2 separate regions of the Mus musculus genome follow, and region 2 is linked to region 1. A link is a contact called in public Hi-C data. All regions are on one chromosome and are shown on one strand. Each heading gives the region's core, a stretch centred on a gene start, on an enhancer-like site or on the middle of the called end of the contact. The rest is flanking DNA. Distances are from core to core; before and after follow the strand shown.

What was found. A called contact is a pair of places that touch in the nucleus more often than the background predicts.
Region 2: a Hi-C map of granulocyte-monocyte progenitors shows a contact between it and region 1, with 7 times the contacts expected there. The contact joins the enhancer-like site here to the promoter of Inhba in region 1. A contact is called at or near these places in 5 of 39 promoter capture datasets (the 3T3-L1 cell line, hematopoietic stem and progenitor cells, liver and 2 more), 1 of 15 datasets of contacts at CTCF or cohesin (large pre-B cells), 2 of 484 Hi-C or Micro-C datasets (bone marrow-derived macrophages and granulocyte-monocyte progenitors) and 5 of 115 datasets of contacts at active chromatin or transcription factors (the NIH/3T3 cell line, bone marrow-derived macrophages, embryonic limb bud and 1 more).

What each region holds. Positions count from the first base shown.
Region 1 is chr13:16,008,198-16,013,155 of GRCm38.p6, forward strand. It overlaps Inhba (inhibin beta-A), which reads left to right and starts at 3,654. Exons shown (of 5, transcript NM_008380.2): 1 at 3,654-3,893; 2 at 4,003-4,189. It also overlaps the pseudogene B230303A05Rik.
Region 2 is chr13:16,895,814-16,900,785 of GRCm38.p6, forward strand. All of the region lies in intron 13 of Sugct (succinyl-CoA glutarate-CoA transferase), which reads right to left. Among named protein-coding and RNA genes, the nearest start is that of Gm25020, 310 kb to the right of the region's middle. Within about 2 kb of position 2,433, at least 17 of the 459 cell types and tissues checked have an H3K27ac peak or open chromatin away from gene starts, as enhancers often do. A contact at or near this core is called in bone marrow-derived macrophages, granulocyte-monocyte progenitors and hematopoietic stem and progenitor cells, where this site is marked.

The DNA.
Region 1 (4,958 bases), core at 2,404-4,903:
GATGAGATTTTTGCTTTTAATAGAACAACTGTTCTTCCATCCATCATTCTAGCCCACCTTTCAGGAGTGAGTAAATGCTACAACAGGGGACTGTGACTATAAGTTGTCCTTGGAAAGCTTTAGATTACAGAGTTTAGTGACACCAGCTAACCTACACAAGATTGTTGTATATTTTTACCCTTTGGTTCCCCAAACCAATGTGATGAATGCTGACAGAATCCTGCTTGCTGACCCACCTTTGAAAATCTGACCTTCTAGAGGTTAGACTTTGGGCACCTGGAAATCTTTATTGACCAGGCTGGGCTGCTGCCAGAACATGGACAGAAGAGGTCACAGTGCAGTGAAGAACAGCACCCAAGCTAGTGTGGCTTAGACGTGTCTGAGAGCTGATCCCACAGGACACACAACCTTTGGACTTTATCTGGACATGCAGGAGGTAGCAGCTCTCTGACTTAAAACAACACACAGAGACACACAGACACACACAAAGACACACATGTGTGTGTGTGTGTGTGTGAGAGAGAGAGAGAGAGAGAGAGAGAGAGAGAGAGAGAGACTGGACAGCTTCAAGCTTTTTGTTGGCTTTCGCTTTTTGGATCTATAATTGGACAACAGGTTGTAGAGGTATCTTTGTGGATAAGCAAAACTGGATTAGAATCAAAGCCTCTGCTCTCTTATCAATTTAGTGGAATCTACACACTAAATCTCTGTGTCCTCAAGCCAGGAATATGGGACTTGTTATCCTAGAGGTTCCAGGTAAGGAAAAGTATAGCGGCACTCTGTTCTATATTCCTTTGAAAATGTTTTCCATAGTCTTTTAGGGGAAATAAGTCAATTTCTGTAGCAGATGTTTCCTGATTAGGTTTTAACTGAGTTACAAAATTAATGAACATATGCATGTTGGTCAGAACTTTCAGAAGGCATATTTATATAGTTTCTCTATAGGTCACAAGTGATTATTGAGGCTTTGTATGTGCTAGCCATTCTTGGGAAGAAATCCAGGCATTTATGAATCATTTGGGAGTTGATTGAAGCTTTTGGTTCTAAAATGACCATTTACCTGAGTAGACTATGATTCATATCTTGGAGGAGATGACATGGCGTCATGATGTCTAAGACAGTCCTTTCATGGCTCTGTCCATTGACAAATGAACTCTGACTTACTCTCTCCTTTCTGGGTGACCTGAGCCACTGAGACGCTAAGCCATGAACTTGGGACAGTAGCCCTTGTCTCCTGAACAGTATTCATACCTAAGCTGGCTTGTTGTAGGCTGTTTCTGTCTTTGATATTTATCGTTTGTTGTTGATGACACCTTTTCTGTGTCTGTCACAATCATATCTGGCTCTTCTCATAGGAACAGCACCTGGAGGGCCACAGCCTTCCTTCCACTTTCTTATGAGAAGGGCACTTGCAGGATCATTTGTTGCTTGGAGTGAACGTTATGATTTAGGCAAGAACTCTGTTTTATTTCTTTGGATATTAATATTATGTCATTACCTTGAGTACTAGGCAATAAAAATAAAAACTATTAGCTTTCTCTCTTTCTCTCTTTTTAAGTTAAGTATGGCTATCTCATATTTGCAAAATTTACTTTGGGGAATTCACTGTTGCATTGATGGAGCTGTTACTAAACGGCTAAAGTGAAGAACCCAGTTCTTCATTTACTTTTTCTCAGTGAGTCCATTATCTTCGAAGACATTGGGTATGAGTCAGCCCATCAAGATTTGTTTCTTGCCACCACAACTGCCCTTGGTTTAACCCAAAAACTGGCTGAGAATGTGCTGAGGGCATATGAGAATGTGGGTGGGGATTGCAAGGCTGCTATTTGTTGCCTGATATGAGTTTCTACTCATTGGGTACCATGCATGCATGAGGAAGCAGGGTCACTTCAATCACTAATACTTTGCATAATTGGATTCTTTTCCAGTGTTATAGTCTGGGTTTCCAAGTTCTCTTGCAGCACAGATGGAAAGGGAATTGGGTGAAATCTTAAAATCATGACTCTAACTCAGGGCTTCTCACTGTATAATCATTGCTAATTTTTCTAGCGTGGGCACCATCCTGTGCTGTGCATTGTAGGAGAGCTCTTAGCATTGGCCTCTGTTCAGTAGATGCCAGTGGCACCTCCTTCCTGGTTATGACAGCTGAACGCATTGTCAGATGTCCCGGAGAGAGAAACCAGTTCAGCTGAGAACCGCTGTTCTGGAGTGAACAACAACGCTTTACTTACGGAATTTTTCCTTCTTTTTCTTTTCCCATTTTTTAACTGTAGCATCTGGGGCCACTGTTCAGATGACAGTCTTCAATATCCTGAAGGCAGGTCCTCATAGACAGCATGAGGCCTGAAGGGATACTCAGGTGGTTCTGAGAAAAAATGTGAGTCTTAGGAATCAGGGAGTTTGGGGTTAACCGTCTCTTATTTGTTGTTTTGGATACAGTTCAGAGCAATGTGAATGCCCCCCTTTCCAGTTCGGTTTTGAACTATTCATTCTTGTTCTAGCTTAGAAGCACACAGCCCCCTAGTTGGATTTTTGACTGCAAAGTGCCGCTCCATCTCTGGCCCAAATCCTGGTATCTAACATTTGGCCCAAACTAGTTGCAGGCTGTGGCCTGTAGGAAACAGACAGGTTTGCCAACCCCATACTCTACCAAAGCCGTTTGATGGGATGGTTAGACAGGGACTTCCACAGTTTACTGCAGCAAATATCATTCAGAGTCCTGCCCATGTTTTCTGGATGTTGTGCTGTCTCTTGTGGGGGAGAGGGTAACCCTAACCAAGGAGGCCAGGTCTTCCCCCCCCCCCCACCACCCCTTAAGCCCAGAACAACACGTAGCTGATGAGAACACCTCAAAGGTTCTTTTCATTTTTATAGTCACGTTTCATGTTTACTTTCCCAGCAAGGCAGGCAGAAATCATGAATTTTTTTTTTTGAAACAGATTTTTCATAGGAAGGAACCAAACACCCTGAGTTATCAGCAGCTTGTCTGTGCCTCTGAACCACCAGCCTCCTGTCATTCAGTTGAATCAGAGGACACTTGTCAGTCACCTGCTTAAGGTGTCCACATTCTCTGGCTTGCATGTTTCACTGAATCACAGGATCTGTGAGCAGCAGCTAACCACAGAGTCAGAGTCGTGGAAAACGGCTTCCTTTCCAAGCCTGTCTCCTTGCTTCAGGGATAGTGAGGGAAGAGCGATTAATAGCCTGCATGAAAGCTTAAGGACATACGGTTTGCTTGAGAGGAAAAGTGAATATTCTCACGACTTGATCTCTGCCAACTTTATATGGGCCCAGCTGCTGCACAGGGCAAACACACTAGTCCAGAGTTAGCTATGCCCCTAAGATGTGTGTCACCACAAGCCACCGGCCAGCACTGAAACGCAGGTTTCCCTCATCCACACAAAGGAGCTCTATCCTCAAAGGAACTTTGTTTCTTGACCAGCTCACTAATTGTGATTGAAAACACCAGCTCCCCAGCAATGCTCACGCATCCGAGTTAGCAGAAACAAGACAGGCCCTAATTGCTCCATTTACATAAAAGTAGAAACATACAACTTCTAAATATAAATCTCTGGCACATCTCTTCTTTTGCAATTACAGTAAAATAAGGTACCAGTTTCCCTCCGGGCTCCTCCTCACAGCAAGCTGCTCCCGGGGTTCGCTAGTGGCTGCTCCTCCAGGCAGCACCGGGCCAGCGTGGAGTTGGAGCTTTGTGAAGTAGCCAGTAAATCAGAACGCCTCCGCTAGGTGCAGAGCGCGGTGGCAGCGGGCCACTCTGCCAGTGCGGTAGTCGGTGGGACCGAACTCTACACTCGGGAAGGGGCAGTCTGCGGGTGCGGGGCCTGAGCTGCCGCTCGCCTCCGTTGGCCAGGAGACCGGCAGCCCCACTGCAGGTCCTGGTCCCTGACATTCCCTGGCACCGAGGGCTGGGATCAGAGATTCCCGGCTGCACTCACTGAACAGTGATTTTTTTTTTTTCTTTCCCCTCCCTGAATTCTTTAGCTGCCAAAAGGGGGGGAAAAATCAAGAGCTGCGCTTTTAAACGAAGTTGCCCTTGCTGGTGTTCAGGGTAAAAATAGAGGCGGCCGCTTGGACCAGCTTGGCCCCTGAGTCCAGGCGTCCCGCGAGCCGGGCTGGAGCTGCGCATTCGGGAGTGATCCCTGGAAACTGCCAGCAGGTGCTGCTCAAGGTACGGTGGCAAGCTGAAAAGGGACAGGGCCTGGGTGCAGGGAGTCTCCGCGGGAGGGGCAGGAAGTGAAAGAGAAACCAACCCCGCTCAGAGCTGCGCTGACCAGCGCACGCCCTGGGCCCTGGAATTCAGCTGGGAAACGCTGATCCTCAGCCCAGAATATTCCACAGAAGCATTTTAACCTACCTGCTTCCTCCACCACCCCCACCTGGATTTCCATGGAGGAGAGGAGGCTTTCCCAAAGTGGTTCCAGCTCTGAGGTTGGGGGAGATTCAGCTACGTCATAGCTGCTAGACTGGCTTAGCAGGTTGGCACTTTCAGGGTGTCAAAGGCCAACAGGGTCTCAGAGTGACCCTGTGTGAGGCGGCCCCTGCAGTCAGGGTCTTGAACATTCTTATGACACACATGCTTAAGAAACTACAGGGATGCTCCGAAATAACATTCTTTTGTGACCACTGAGTTTTGATCCTGAAATTATACATCCCACTTTATAGATGGAAACACTGAGGCTTGAGTTTAAATTAGGAGGGCGCCCCGGAGCTGGGGTCTGATTCGGGCACTTTTCTGTGCCAAGCCAGTCTACAATCTACATTCGGGTGCAAGTGGGACTTTCCCTGAAGTTATGTGTGAGGCAAGAAATGAGTTTAGATGCTCAGGGATTCTTATCAAACAGCATGGAAGTGCCTCTCTTCCAAAGGTTTATGTTCACCCCGGGGTTGGGGTTGGAATGGAAATGACTATCACTGATTATCTTTCTGTCTTTGCCACC
Region 2 (4,972 bases), core at 1,183-3,682, 890 kb after region 1:
GCAATGGAAACCCTAACTAAGATGCATATGTCCTTTAAAATTTCTTACCCATACTAACACTTAGTTTAAAACCTGCAAAGTATGGATCCAACCATTCATATGCCAGCTCAAGATTACTATGGTGAATTCCTCATTTCTCTGTTTTAGCCATAGAAGCGTATCTATGAATCTCAATTTTATTGAATTCCCTAAATTATATTTCATCTTTCCCAGAAAATTAAAAAACAACAATTAAGATAAACAACAAAGCAAAACAAGAAACAAGCAAAACAAAACAAAAAACCAAGAAAAATTCTACACCACAAAAGAAAATTCATGCACATAGAAGGCACTAGGTAATAAAAGTTTTAGTCCTTCACAGTAGGCAGTTTTATCATCTCATAGTAAAACAACACTGAGAAACAGTGGTTCAATTGCCAATAATAGGAAAGGGTGGAGTCTTGCTTAACGGAGTTATTAGTGGTGTTTGCCACTGTCCTTCACCCAATGAAAAACTCTTTGCAATATTTGTGGGAGAAGAGAATTCAGAACTCCAGATGCTGCCTCCAGTACTGTCCAGCTGGGATGCTTCAGACCCTTGTCTCATATGGACTCTTTCAGGCCAGAAACAAGAAGCACCTGACCTCATATCAGGTGACTTTTTATTAATGAGGAGCATGAGCAACATCCTGGAAAAGAAATGTTCTAGAGAAATATTCATAATTATTCTTAATGTTTCTCCCAACTTGCAAATGTTTTGTGAAGATGATTTCAGTTTTAAAAATACAACACAATGTAGTCTAGCAGCATAAAACAGGGGATCTGGGAAATTGGGTAGTTCATGTCCCAGTACAAGTTAAAATGGCAAAGCAAAAAGCCAGCTGCCTTCTCCAAGGAAGAGTTATAGAAGTAAGTCAGCATTTACTTTCCATGTAAGGAATAATAGTAATATTAATATTTACCTAATAACATTTCTTAAAACTTCTCTTAAGTCTGTTTTGCCATAGATAGCAGGATATACTTAGAGACATCCACATCTCTGCACGTGGGGATTCTTTTAAGGAGATATGATAAATATCTTCGTATTGCTCATACTGTTTAACTTTTCTGACTTCTCACTACAAAGTGCCAAGTTCAACAGTTGTTGTTCCCCTGAAACCAGAGTGACTTCTATATGTACCTTGACCACAGTCCTACCAGAGTACCCATACACAACAGGTTCCAGAGTCTCTCACTATCCCTTCTTGATAACAGGAGAGTCATGCAAGATTCATTCCTTCACTGGCCCCATGACCTGGAAATATACAATGAGCTGTGTTGCCAGTGAGCTGAATTAAGAGTGTACAGTAGGGATACTTTCATATACAGAGAAATAAAAACTGGAGGTAAAGAATATGTTCTTGATTTCCACATTTGGAACAGAAACAGCTTTCCTCCAGAATCCATGTGAATTCTAGGAATTCAAAAATTATCTAGTAATATCTTATTTGGACATTTGCATTGTACAAGGTTTCTCCTTGCCCCCCAGACCCTATCTATCACTAATAATATTGTTTCTATGGGGAAGTATATTTAAGGTTTCACATGACAACCTTCCAAAAAATTCTAAGAAACAAACCTATCTGTAAGTCTTCCAGCACAAATTGTTTCCAGGCTTGCTCTCTCTGACCTAACCTGCTCTCCTATATCCAACTTCTGGGTGGCCCAGGAAGGCTATCATTCCTCTGAGACTACAGCAGCCATAAGCAATGAAGAAAAGGGAATGTGCCTAGGTTATAAAGATGGAATAGGAGAGAGGAGAAGGCAGAATTATTCACCAGACACTGAAAACTGTGTATGTCACTGTATTTGAAGGGTTATAGGCCATTTGTCAAAAGTGAATATGCAACTTTTAGAGAGGAGAGGTGAATGTGGACAAGAAAGTATAGACTGGTGTGAGGTAGGCCTGGGCATACTGTAGAGCTTATTAGAAGTTATGAGTTAAAGGTATATTTAACCTTCAGAAAGGTCACATCTTCTCAATTCTAAAATTCAGACAATGTTGACATCTCTAAGAATTTGTGAAAATTAAATTACTATGCAAATGTGACCAGCAGAATCTCTGGTAAAGGAAAGTACAAAAGAATGCTACATTCTCTGGGTTCCTCCAGAGAAATGAATTAATATATTTGTGAATGTCTTTGTGAGCAGCTGATCAATAACTAGTATTTATTTGCTATTTGAACAAATATACATAAGACATTAAATATTAGATTTTTCTGTCAAGTGCTAACTTTTATTTAGCAAAAAGAATTCAAAGATAAATCTCTTTATCCCCCTCACCTTGCAAATGTATTAAACCCCACTTTCACCACACCTGGTAAAACTTTAGTTTATACAAAGGTCATGCTGCATTCTGGGACCTTGTGACCAACTCCTTTCATCTTTCCTTTGTTTCCTTTGCATCAATTCTTTTAAAATTAGGCAACCAAGAAAGAGTGTGATGTCAGACCCCAGTGGATAGGGAAGTCATGCTTCACTGTGTTAGAATAAAAATCAAGTGGCCCTTCCTGCCCCAGTGAGCTTTGAGAGCTCTGTTTGAACCAGCATTTGTGCACCCTTTCTATTTGTGCCTTACATTGTGTGACACAGAGGGTATTCTTTGTCTCCAACATATAAAACATCCAATCATTGACCTAGAGAGATGAGTCTAGGCAAGGCAAATGGAAACAACAGGTTGATGGGGTGGTCAGAGAAACTAAGCTAAGAAAAGGAAGGAAATTGTGTAATTTGAAAGACTCTGAGCAGAGGCAAGAGCAGCAATATGTATGTCAGTCATTTTGTATGTGACTAAGATACAGTTAAGTTGATCCCCAGAAAGACATTGTGACTACTAAACAGACAGTACAGCAGGAGTGAAGTAAGACCTGCTGATGAGCATTCCACAGACTGCTGATGGGACTTTCTGGGTTCTTAGTACAGAGAAGCCTTTGGAAGCTTTTGAGTTTGCATTTGTGCATTTTAAAGTAACTCTTTCCAAAAGAAATAGTGTGGTGGCCTGAGGGAGAATAGCTAGGTAGCTGTTGGGAGTACTTGTTTTTAATCGAGGGGCTATGGAAGAGTGCTTGCTTATGGAAACTAAAATGGTGCACTTGTAAGTTTTATGGGATGGGTGATGTTGCACAAACCATTGTTGGGGAAGTCAGAGCTCTATTTCGAACAGTTAAGCTCAATGCATGTTCTATGTGTCTACATAGAGACCAGAACTGGTCAAGGAAGGGTGAAGGCCTGGACACAGCAATGGTCTGAAGTTAAGAACCATATTTGGTCACCCAGGAGTCAAGAGCTAAGGAGAACTTTTTATAGTCCCATAGCATTTAAATATCTGCAGGCTGGAGGCTTTCAGAATTGGAAACTTTAGTTTTGGTTTAGAAGAAGCAGTTGGTAAAAATTCTTATTATTATAGTTCTATATCTTCTTTTCTTATTGATTTCAACTTTTCTAACAAACATTTTATGAATGCTTCAGATATTGAAAACACTCAAAATAAGATAACTAATACTCTAATCCAAATTCTGAACTTGAAAGCATTCTGGCATTTATACAATGGAGTACTACTTAGCTATTAAAAACAATGAATTCATGAAATTCTTAGGCAAATGGTTGGAACTAGAAAATATCATGTTAAGTGAGGTAACCTAGTCACAAAAGAACACACATGGTATGCACTCATTGATAAGTGGATATTAGCCTAAAAGCTAGGAATACCCAATATACAACTCACAGACCACATGAAGCTCAAGAAGGAAGACCAAAGTGTGGATGCTTCGGTCCTTCTTAGAAGGGGGGACCAAATACTAACAGGAGGAAATATGGAGACAAAGTGTGGAGCAGAAACTGAAGGAAAGACCATTCAGAGACTGCCTCACCTGGGGATCCATCCCATATACAGACATCAAACCCAGATACTATTGTGGATGCCAAGAAATGCTTGCTGACAGGAGCCTGATATACCTGTCTCCTGTGAGGCTCTGCCAGAGCCTGACAAATACAGATTGAATGCTTGCAGCCAACCATTGGACTGAACACAGGGTCCCCAGTGGAAGAGTTAAAGAACTAAAAGAGGTGAAGAGGTTGGTAACCCATAGGAAGAACAACTATATCAACCAACCAGTACCCCCAAAGCTCCCAGAGACTAAAGAACCAGCCAAAGAGTACACATGAAGGGGGCCATGGCTCCACCTCCAAATGTAGCAGAGGATGGCCTTGTGGGACATCAATGGGAGTAGAGGCCCTTGGTCCTGGGAAGGCTTGATGCCCCACTGTAGGAGAATGCCTGGGCAGGGAGGTAGGAGTGAGTGGGTGGGTGGGTGAGCACCATCATAGAAGCAGGGCGAGGGTGGGTGGGATAGGGTGTTTCCAGGGGGGAAACTGGGAAAGAGGGTAACATTTGCAATGTAAATAAATCAAATATCCAATTTTTTTTTTTTAAAGAGAGAAAACATTCTGACATTCTGTTGAGGTCATTTCAAATACAAGTATCCTTTTTTCCTCTTCCTTCTCCATAGACCTTAGAGAGTATCAGCCAGTGAACAGTAGACAAAGCTTCAACCCAATGCTTATTACAGTACTATTCACAGTACTTATATCAGTCTTAGTTGGATAAAGGGATAAGGAAAATACTGTAGACTTGGACTGGCGGAACATGAGCAGCACTGGCAGAATGTGGAGCCAGGAGTGGGAGCATATAGGCATAGATGGGTGGTAAAGGTGGCACTGAGAGGGCCCAAGAACAAGACTGGAGATCTAATGGTGGGTGATTGAAAACAGCTGTATTGGTGGCCACTGAAGCTGAAGCAGTCGGGTACCGTCTCACAAGAATTAATACTGAATTGGGACTTTGTGAGCTGTACTCTCAGGAAACCTCAGAGCATGTGATAGTAGACAGCAGGACTCTGCAACTCCAGATGGAATCTCCCAAACTGACAAACCCTAGCACTTCTGTGTACAGACT